Regions from separate parts of the Pan troglodytes genome. Here region 2 is linked to region 1. Evidence: chromatin contacts called from public HiChIP or PLAC-seq data. All regions are on one chromosome and are shown on one strand. The core of a region is the stretch at or near the end of the contact, and the rest is flanking DNA. Distances in the headings are between cores, read along the strand shown. Region 1 holds the start of CNBP (CCHC-type zinc finger nucleic acid binding protein). Region 2 holds the start of COPG1 (COPI coat complex subunit gamma 1).

Region 1 (5,524 bases), core at 785-3,284:
TTACAGAGGGGAAATCTATAAAGCTGAGTAAGCTTCTTGGTAATAAAACTATATAAATACAAAATACTGTTTTTTATTGGCAGATAATATATCGTGTTTTAGCACAACACATAAGCTGCTAGGCATTTATTCAATCTGATTGGGAATCGGTTAAATTTGGTTAAAAAATTTTACCTTAGGTTGCTTTAACTAAAAAAATGTTTAAGGCTGAGTGCAGTGGCTCACACCTGTAATCCTAGCACTTTGGGAGCACTGGGTGCAGTGGCTCACACCTGTAATCCTAGCACTTTGGCCTAGCACCGCTTGAGGCCAGGAGTTCAAGACCAGCCTGGCCAACATGATGAAACCCCATCTCTACTAAAAATACAAAAATTAGCCAGGCGTGGTTGTGGGCGCCTGCAGTCCCAGCTACTCAGGAGGCTGAGGCAGAATTGGTCAAACATGGGAGGCGGAGGTTGCAGTGAGCTGAGACAGCACTCCAGCCTGGGCAACAGAGGGAGACCCTGTCTCAAAAAATAGTAATAAATAAATTTAAAAAGTTCGGCCAGGCGCGGTGGCTCATGCCTGTAATCCCAGTGCTTTGGGAGGCCGATCACCACTTTGGGTGGGCGGATCACCTGAGGTCGGGAGTTTGAGACCAGCCTGACCAACATGGAGAAACCCCACCTCTACTAAAAATACAAAATTAGCCGGGCGTGGTGGCGCATGCCTGTAATCCCAGCTACTGGGGAGGCTGAGGCAGGAGAATCACTTGAATCCAGGAGGCGGAGGTTGCAGTGAGCTGAGATCGTGCCATTGCACTCCAGCCTGGGCAACGGAGTGAGACTCCGTTCTCAAAAAAAAAAAAAAAAAAAAAAAAAGTTTAAAATATCATTGGTCCTTAAAGTTATACATTCATTCTTTGATAATTGCTATGTTGAACGCAACCTCCTAACTGCTTTACAATGATTAAGCACTAATGATTTGAACCCAGGTTTAAAGTCTGACTCTCAACACATGTGCTCTGCCTTCTCACGAACATGATTTCAAAAATTGGTGGCTCATGCCTGTAAACCCAGCGACAGAGCAAGACCCTACTCTTAAAAAAAAAAAAAAAAAAGAAAAGAAAAGAAAAAAAGAAAAATAAATCATAGTATTGAACTGGGAGGTTTCACTGAGACGAAACTTGGGACTCTTCCTTTTTTTTTTTTTTTTTGTTTCGAATAAAGCCATTCTAGAATGAGACAAAATTCTAAAATATTTTATAGTTAACAGTTTAAACTGGGTTTAATCTTGACAAGACTATCTAGGGCTATATACACAAATCTCTTTTGGAGAAAATACCACAACTAAACTGAAGTCTATTCCTGAATATGACAGACCAGGTCAAATGGTTATCCTGGCCCTCCCGGGGGATGTCACTCATAAACGTGCTAAAAGTCACAGTCTAGGACCCATTACCTTACATGCTCATGACCTTCCCAGGGAGGCCCCTCGCCCTTACCAGGCACTTTCATTTTGGGAAGACACATCAGTCCTGGCGGAGAAAGCAGCAAGGCCTTTCCCCGGCTCACAAAAATTAATACAAATCTCAGAGGCTGCATCCCACAGCCGTGACCACCGTGACCTGGCATCCCCTTTTCTGCAAACTTAAATGTTATCTAGAAATCGGGCCTGTCTCTGAAAGCCAAGGGCCTGGCAGGAGCCCGAGAAAGGGGAGAAACTTTCTGCGGCCCCAAGCTAATGGCAGTCACTGCACCGAGACCCGTCCCCTGGCATCCCTTTGCTCCAGCTGGCCAAGACAGACCACCAAGGTCAGCCAGATTTCCACCCAGTCTGGCCGGGCCCGGGCCCAGCTGGGAATGGACCGAGAAGCACCGGGACCCGGATCCCGGCGTGAAAGGCCGCGCGCAGGGCACGGCGGGAAAAGACGCTGCGCGCAGAAACACCCGCTCCGCGCCGCGCTCTAGTGGGCGGCCCTCCCGCGGGCGGCTCTGATTGGACTGCCGAACCCCGCGCGCTGATTGGCCGCGTGGGCGAGGCGGAGGAGAGCCGTGCGCAGCGGCGTATGTGGGGCCGTGTGCAGACCCGCGTGTGGCGCAGGCAAGGACCCTCAAAATAAACAGCCTCTACCTTGCGAGCCGTCTTCCCCAGGCCTGCGTCCGAGTCTCCGCCGCTGCGGGCCCGCTGCGACGCGGAAGGTGAGGGCTGGGGGAGGGGCCCGGCGCTGACGGAGCCGCAGTGCGGGTCGGGTCTGTGGCGGACAGAGAGGGTAGGGAGCGGCGAGGTGGCGATGGCGGCCGCACTTTGGCCTGCGCCGCTGCTGCGTCAGGCGGGAAGCTCGGCTGCTGCCGCCGCCTCGGACCCGGGTTTCTGGCGCACCGCTGTCGGACGACACTTCTGTCCTTTCTTCGTCCTGGAAAGCTGGGTCGCCAAGCATGCGGGTCTTTCGGCGCCACGGCCGCACCCCAGGCCGCAGGCTTAGGGCAGAGGAGGCCCGCCCGTGCGCCCTTGGGGCCGAGGCCCTGACGCTTCGAGGGTCGCGGAATGAGGGACCGAGGGTGGATTTGGCGGGAACTCACTGGAAGGAGTCCGTGTGGTGGGGAAAGGCTCCCGGCTGCGGATGAAGGGGGGATGGGGTGGCTATAGTCGTGCGGGCCATGTGCTGGGGTCGTGCGCCTGGCGGGCCATGTGCCAAGGGTTTTGGGGGCCTTAGAAAAGGGTTCTTAGGCCGGGCGCGGTGGCTCACGCCTGTAATCCCAGCACTTTCAGAGTCCCAGGCGGGCGGATCACGAGGTCAGGAGTTCGAGACCAGCCTGACCAATATGGTGAAACCTTGTCTGTACTAAAAAAAAAATTAGCCGGGCATGGTGGCGGGCGCATGTAGTCCCAGCAGCTCGGGAGGCTGGACAGGAGAATCGCGTGAACCCGGGAGGCCGAGGTTGTGGTGAGCCGAGATCGCGCCACTACACTCCAGCATGGGCAAGAGAGAGAGACTCCGTCTTAAAACAACAACAACAACAAAGGGTTCCTGAAGAAGCCTTTGTGTTTGGAGTGGCGAGACTCTGCTGGAAGACTTGGGAGCCTTTAGAGTTTATACTCCCTATCCTTGATAGTTTTCCGATTCTTGAATTTTTATCGTCATTTAAATACTAAGTTGCTTGTGTTACATTACCATTCCAAAAGGGGCTGATGGGGCTCACATTCCCTGAGTCAACACTATTTAAGTTGCTGGGATCCTTTAAAAGCGCCATTACCAGAAAAAACACGAATTTGTCAAACCTCCAAAACCACAGCAGCGGGCGGTAGTCTGCATCATTTCTTGAATTAATGAAACAGATGTAATTACAAACGAGACACGAAATTCAACTAGCTCCCCTCCATCTAGATTTTTCCATATCGTGAGAACCTGTTTTAGAATGGCATAATGGTCCACATTTGGGTTTAGGTGTTGATTTTATTATGGGTAAGGCTTGTGCTTGTTCCCACATGTTAACCACATGGCCTCAGCCACAGGGCACTTCCAAAGGAAGTGACTGTTTCTGGTCTTGGGGGGTCTTGTAAAAAGAGAACATTGCTCAGTAATCGTCTGTGATTTTAGCTAGTGTGTTTCAGGCATTATTCAGAAGGACTCAGAAGAGGTAAGATAAGCCAAAACTGAATTTGTTTTTTGTCTTTTTCAAAGTGAAGGAGGTCTAATGAATATCCCCATCTTGCTTTTAAGTTACATTTTTAAAAGTAGATTTTTCCCCCTTTCCTATTGTTTGACCCAATTTTGGAGTGAAACGTAACCAGTTACTATTTCCATTCCAATTTAAATTAGCAATTTTATGTTATTTGTTTGCTCAAGCAGTATAACTGGAGTGTAGAGCTTTGAGGGTTTCAAAAAGATAAGAGATGTAGTCCTTATCTCCTGGGCTTCCCCCTCCCCCCTCCTAAATAGTTTTAAATGCTTCTAATGAGTTACTCTGGTTAAGGATAATCAAACACCTGTAAACTGCCAGGATCCTAGGTACATGCTGTTTTTAGTTTGTTGAGCCTGATTCTTGTCTACAAGAGTTCTTTGTGTATTGGAATATAAAAGGAATAATTTATTACATTCCCAAGGGCAGAATTAAAGACTTAAGTTTTTCCGATTTCATCTCTTGATAAGTTTTTCTTTAAAAAAATAACAGTTTGTGTTTTTCTGAGGAACCAAAGGTCCTCTTTTTTTTCATATTGGTAACAGGAGAGGTAATGTATTTCAGATGGTGCAGTCTGTAAAATATTTTGAAAGACCAGGGGTTTTTCTTTTTCTTTTCTTTTTTTTTTTTGAGACGGAGTCTCACTCTGTCGCCCAAGCTGGAGTGCACTGGCGCGATCTCGGCTCACTGCGACCTCCGCCTCCCGGATTAAGCGATTCTCCTGCCTCAGCCTCCGAAGTAGCTGGGATTACAGGCGCCCGCCGCCACACCCAGCTAGTTTTTGTATTTTAGCACAGACGGGGTTTCACCATGTTGGCCAGGCTGGTCTTGAACTCCTGCCCTTGTGATCCGACTCCCTCGGCCTCTCAAAGTGCTAGGATTACAGGCAGGAGCCACCGCGCCTGGCCAGGTTTTTCTTAAACTGGCATTTGAACATCTGGAACAGGCAGGGAGATGTCTTTTTTAAAGTATAAATGTGTTTTGTTACATGATTTATGACAATTCTACTTGTCTTTTTTTTTTTTTTTTTTTTTTTTTTTTTTGAGACAGAGTCTTTCTCTGTCGGCCAGGCTGGAATGCAGTGGCACAGTCTCGGCTCACTGCAGCCTCCATCTCCCGGGCTCAAGCAATTCTCCTGCCTCAGCCTCCCAAGTAGCTGGGATTACAGGCATGTGCCACCACGCCCGGCTAATTTTTGTATTTTTTGTAGAGACGGGGTTTCACCATGTTGGCCAGGCTGGTCTTGATCTCCTGACCTCAGGTAATTCACCCGCCTCAGCCTCCCAAAGTGGTGGGATTGCAGGCCTGAGCCACCGTGCCTTGCCAACAATTCTACTTGTCTTTTAAAGTTCAATAAAAATATGTGGCATGTATATGGGATAGTACCAAACTGGTGCCTAAAAGCAGTGAAACCACCATTGGACTAATTGGAATGATTTGTCTATTGGCTGAAGATTTGACCACAGAGAGATTCTGCTTTTTTTTGCTTGAAGGGATGAAAAATTAAAAAAAAAAAAAAGATTGGTTCCTTTTTCTCTTCCTAGCCTCCTAAGTAGAGAGCCAGAAGAATGATGCCAAGGCATCCTGGCCTGCTATGTGGAGAACGCTCTTTCCTTACTGTCTCACTTAATAGAACTCCTGTTCTGGCAGTGTCAGATGCTGCAGCAAGCAAGGGAATGCCATTGAGTGATTGCAGTAAGCTATGCAGCATTTCATGTTTAAAACTACTGAGATAATAAAGTGAGAACTTGAGGCCACCAAATTTTAAGTTGTAATTAGAAGGATTTTGTTAATTAGGAATATGAGAGTGCTACAGTGATCACCTGGAATGGCTCCATAAATACAAATGAGGTGTTAACTAG
Region 2 (5,524 bases), core at 1,344-3,843, 67 kb before region 1:
TGAGGTCAGGAGTTCGAGACCAGCCTGGCCAACATGGTGAAACCCCGTCTGTACTAAAAATACAAAACTTAGCCAGGCATGGTGGTGGGCACCTGTAATCTCAGCTACTCGGGAGGCCGAGAGGCAGGAGAATTGCTGGAACCCAGGAGGCGGAGGTTGCAGCAAGCCAAGATCATGCCATTGCACTCCACCCCAGGCTGACACCAGCGAGTCTCCATCTCAAAAAAAAAAAAAGAGAAGTGGCTGGGTGCGGTGGCTCACGCCTATAATCCCAGCACTTTGGGAGGCCGAGGCGGGCGGATCAAGAGGTCAGGATTCACACCATTCTCCTGCCTGGCCAACATGGTGAAACCTCATCTCTACTAAAACTATAAAAATCAGCCAGGCACAGTGGCGTGCGCCTGTAGTCCTGGCTACTCGGGAGGCTGAGACAGGAAAATTGCTTGAACCCAGGAGGCAGAGGTTGCAGTTGAGCCGAGATTGTGCCACTGCACTCCAGCCTGAGCAACAGAGTGAGACGCCTTCTAAAAAAAATATATATATATATATAATATATATATAATAAAAATAAACAAGTCAGGCAAAATCTCTACCTGCATAATGGCCACAGTCTAGCTGAGGTGATAGTTTTAAACCAGTTTCCTTAGCTTTGGAATTAACTTTAAATAGAGAAATTTTTTAAATTTTTAAATAGAGAGGCCAGGCGCGGTGGCTCAAGCCTGTAATCCCAGCACTTTGGGAGGCCGAGGCGGGTGGATCACGAGGTCAGGAGATCAAGACCGTCCTGGCTAACGCGGTGAAACCCCGTCTCTACTAAAAATACAAAAAATTAGCCGGGCGTGGTGGCGGGCGCCTGTAGTCCCAGCTACTTGGGAGGCTGAGGCAGGAGAATGGCGTGAACCTGGAAGGCGGAGCTTGCAGTGAGCCAAGATCACGCCACTGCACTCCAGCCTGGGTGACAGAGCAAGACTCCGTCTCAGAAAAAAAAAAAAAAAAAAAAAAAGAAGTAAGCATAACTAACTCTCTTCAGAAACAAAGTTTTCCTGTCTTCCAGAAAACTTCCAGGCACAAGTTTTCTCCCGTGTTGCTCTTTAAAACAACACTTTGAATGTGTTGGTATTTCAGTTGCATTGGTGGTGAATACTTATGATGGAAGCTAGAGGGGAGCAAATGTCACTTGCCTCCTGGAGTACGGCACTCTTCTCAAGGTGCTGGAATGGGTTGGAGCCTCCACCTACAGTCAAGGACAATGGAGAAGGTAGGTTGTGACTCTGAACTTCAAAACTCTCCCAGACATAGGTAAAAGGAAGATGTCCCTTCCTAGTAAATCTAGTAAAGTTCAAACTCCTCAGGAATGGCAATCAAGCCTCTACAATCTGTCTAGGGATCCTACTAGTCTCCTGCAAGCAGGTGGGCTCCACTCTACCCCAAACCACTCACAATCTCCCAGCAGCCCTGGTACAGTCCTGTGCTTCTCATGGTGCCATGTCTTGTGTTCATTTATATAACTTGTAATTAACTAAGTCCCTATGTGCCAGGGACCACCATCTCGTTGTAACTAGTTCCTTCATAGCAGATGACACATTTGCAAATAATTACACGTGTGATTATCTGGTTGATGTCTGTCTCCTCCATCGTGGGTGCAACCATTCTAATATTCCCAGCTCAGGCACTGAGTGTCCCACTTGCTCTGTTGCAGTATCCAGGACACCGTACAGTACCTGGCATACAGTAACTGCTCAATATACTTTGCTGAATAAATGAATGATGGGGTCAGAGTTCCCAGTCACAGGACGCTGGCTCCGCAGGTTACACCCCAGTTTGGCCAGCACCAACGTAGCCCCAGCGAATCCAAGAGGTTGGACGAAGAAAGTAACAAGAGAACATTCGGCCTGGTCCCCTACTTTGACAGATGGGTAAATTGAGGCCGGGGGGGGTGTTTGTCGCGCCCAAGGTCACCCAGAAAATTGCAGTCCGAGCTTACAAGAGTGAGACAGCCGCGCATGCTCGGGCTCTCCGAGGCCTGCCACTGACTAGCTGTGGACCCTGGCACAAGCCCCTGCCCCTCACTGGGCCTCAGCCTTCGGGTCAGGACAGAGAACCAGAAGGAAGGCTCGGCGGGTGGGGGTCCGGCCTCCCTCAGACCCAGGCCTGGCCCCCTCACCTGACTCCTCATCCTTCTTGTCGAATTTCTTCAACATAGTGGAGTCGGTGGGGCGCAATGCAGCAACGCAATGCTCGACGGGCGCGGCACGGAGTAGCGGTGCCACAGTGGTTCTACAGGGACCACTTCCGGGCCCCGGCTGGCCACGTCGCCCTGCGCTCTGCGCAGGCGCATTCCGCGCTCTGCGCCTGCGCTCTTTCCGGTAGCCACAGCCTCGTCTAAGGTTAACCTTAGCTCTGCCGGAGCTGGAGTGGGGAAAGCCAGACGGAGGGGCAAGGGCTAGGTGCAGGGGGTACTGACTAGCATCCCAACTCTGCTCCCTACGCTTCTTTCCGTATACCAAGGGAGGAGGAGGAGCCCCTGCCTCGTTGCGTTGTGGCGTGAGTCTTTGTGGCTTTCGGGTGTGAGGTTGGTGGCACACACTGGCCCGCAGTAAACACGCAATTGATGTGACCGGTCTATGACTGTTATTGCCACCTTCCGAAGGAGCCTTGCCAGCCACTCACTCCTCGCTTTCAGATTCTTTCCCCTGCCTGATTTCCTCCTCAGCTCGAATCGCCATCTAACACTTTATTTTTACTTTCTGGCTTTTATTTGTTTATTTCTCGTTCTGCTGCCCAGGCTGTGGTGCAGTTGTGCGATCCTGGCTCACTGCAGCCTACAGTTCCTGGGCTCAAGCGATCCTCCCACCTCAGCCTCCCGAGTAGAGCTGGGCGCACCACCCCCGACTAATTTTTTAACTTTTGTAGAGACGAGGTCTCACTATGATGTTGCCCAGTCTGGTCTTGAACTCGTGGGCTCAAGCGATCCTCCTTTCTCGACCTTCCAAAGTGCTGGGATTACAGCGGTGAGCCACTGCACCCGGCCACTTTCTTGCTGTTTTGTTTTTTTTTGTTTGTTTGCTTGTTTGTTTGTCTTTTATTCACTGCAGTGGATAATGTTGGCACATAGTAGTTGCCCAGTGAGTTCTCGTTGAATGAATGCGTGCAATTGCATTTTTAATTTATATCTGCCGGGCCCTATCTCGTCTGCTCCTGATGCAAATTGCCTTGTACATTATCAACCTTAAGAGATCTAACTAAACAGCATAGAACTTCAACGTTATTTTGCAAATACTTTGGATATTTATGGAGTGCCAACTAGATGCGCTGCCTACGCGGGGAGGTGGGGGAAGGGCGTGGGAAGGAACGGAAAGGGGAAAATGACACATCACCCAGGGTTTATCTTCCTGGGGACCTATGCAGGACACCCTGAGGCTAAGGTAAGCACAGTGCATGCCAGTGAGCCAGATTGCATTGGCAACGGCAAAGTCGTGATGGCCAAGCGCTGCGACACGGCCCCAGCTTGCCTGGGGAGGGGAAGCCCGCAGTCCTGTGGGCAGGAGGAGTGGGCTGTGGAGAGGAGAGGCAGGGGGCTGAGGCAGAGGCCCCAGGTGAAAAGGGTGACCGCAAAGCTGGAGGAAGGGAGATGTCAGAGGGGCCAGCCCTTAGGGTCTGGCTTTGCAGAGGCTAGGGCCAAGAACAACAGATCTTGTGACATGCAAAACTGTCAAGAGTCAGAAAGATGTTCAAAATGTCTGATCAGTAACCCCACCCCTAATCAGGAGGAAATTGTTCAAAAGAAGAAAATGAGGCCGGGCGCAGTGTCTCAAGCCTGTAATCCCAGCACTTTGGAAGGCTGAGGCAGGTGGATCACCTGAGGTCAGGAGTTTGAGAGCAGCCTGACCAACATGGTGAAACCCCGTCTCTACTAAATACAAAAAAAAAAAAAAAATTAGCCTGGCGTGGTGGTGCATACCTGTAATCCCAGCTACTTGGGAGGCTGAGGCAGGAGAATCATTTGAACCTGGGAGGCGGAGGCTGCAGCGAGCTGAGATCACGCCATTGCACTCCAGCCTGGAGTCTGGGCAACAAAAGCGAAACTGTCTCAAAAAAAAGAAAAAAGAAAATGAAGTTGCCTGCTGCAGCAGTTTGCAGCAAAATAATTGTAAACACCCTAAATGTCTATCAATAAAGGGATGATTAAGGAAGTTATGGTACATCTGAGGACTAAACTGATTTTTATCTTGTCTCAGCTACTCCAGGAGTCTGAGATGGGAGGATCGCTTAAGCCTGGGAGGTCAAGGCTGCAGTGAGCCATGATCATGCCACTGTACTTCCAGCGTGGGCAACAGAGGAAGACCCTGTCTCAAAAAATACATAGGGGTGGCCAGGCGAGGTGGCTCATGCCTATAATCCCAGCACTCGGGAGGCTGAGGAGGGTGAATCACCTGAGGTCAAGAGTTTGAGACCAACCTGACCAACATGGTGAAACCCCGTCTCTACTAAAAATATAAAAATTCACTGGGCATGGCGGCAGATGCCTGTAATCCCAGCTACTCGGGAGGCTGAGGCAGGAGAATTGCTTGAACCCTGGAGGTGGAGGTTGCCCTGAGCCAAGATCGTGCCATTGCACTCCAGCCTGGGTGACGGGCGAGACTCTGTCTCAAAAAAAAAAAAGTGTATATACATATATATATATATACACACACACACACACATGCATATATAAATAGGTGTACAATTCAGTGGGTTTTAGTATATTAAAAAAAGTTTATGTACCTGTCCGCACTAATTGGAGAAAGTTTTCATCATCCCAAAAAGAAAGCTATTCATTAGCAGTCACTTTCCATTTGCCCATCTGCCCAGCCCCTGGCAACCACTAATCTACTTTCTGTCTATAGATTTGCATGTTCTGGATATTTCATATAAACAGAATCATATGCTATGTAGTCTTTTGTGTGTTTTGCTTCTTTCATTTAGCATGTTTTCAAGACATGTTATAGCATGAATCAGTACTTCATTCCTTTTGTAGCTGGATAATATTCCATTTTATGGATTTACCATATTTTGTTTCTTAATCAGTTGATGGACATTTGGGTTGTTTCCAGTCTAGCTCTTGTGAACAAAGCTGTGAATGCTGTGAACATTAATGTACAAGCTTTTGTGCAACCCTATGTTTTAACTTCTCTTGGGTCTATACCTAAGAGTGGTATTACTAGGTCATATGGTAACTATGTTTAACTTTTTGAGAACTGTCTAACTGCTTTTCCAAAGCAACTGCGCCATTTTACATTCCCACCAGCAGTGTATGGAGGTTTCAATTTCTTCACATCCTTGTCAACACTTGTTACTGTCTTTTTGATTATAGCCATGCTAGTGGGTGTGAAGAGGTTTCAATTTACACTTTCCTGATGGCTACTGATGTTGAGCATCTTTTCATGTGCTTATTGGTCATTTGTACATCTTCTTTGAAAAAATAGCTGTTCATATCCCTTGCTCGTTTTAAAATTATTTTATCTTTTTATTTAGAGTTGTATGA

The links. HiChIP or PLAC-seq counts read pairs in DNA pulled down with a chosen protein or histone mark.
Region 2: a contact with region 1 is called in an H3K4me3 HiChIP or PLAC-seq map of stem cell-derived excitatory neurons, with 16 times the contacts expected there. The contact joins the promoter of COPG1 here to the promoter of CNBP in region 1. A contact is called at or near these places in 3 of 7 Hi-C or Micro-C datasets (blood, induced pluripotent stem cells and stem cell-derived neural progenitor cells) and 1 of 1 datasets of contacts at active chromatin or transcription factors (stem cell-derived excitatory neurons).

Annotation. Positions count from the first base shown.
Region 1 is chr2:132,425,209-132,430,732 of NHGRI_mPanTro3-v2.0_pri, reverse strand. CNBP (CCHC-type zinc finger nucleic acid binding protein) reads left to right here and starts at 2,034. Exons shown (of 5, transcript NM_001280275.1): 1 at 2,034-2,180.
Region 2 is chr2:132,493,026-132,498,549 of NHGRI_mPanTro3-v2.0_pri, reverse strand. It overlaps COPG1 (COPI coat complex subunit gamma 1), which reads right to left and starts at 2,593. Exons shown (of 24, transcript XM_001141317.8): 1 at 2,165-2,593; 2 at 1,182-1,234. The coding sequence starts at 2,201.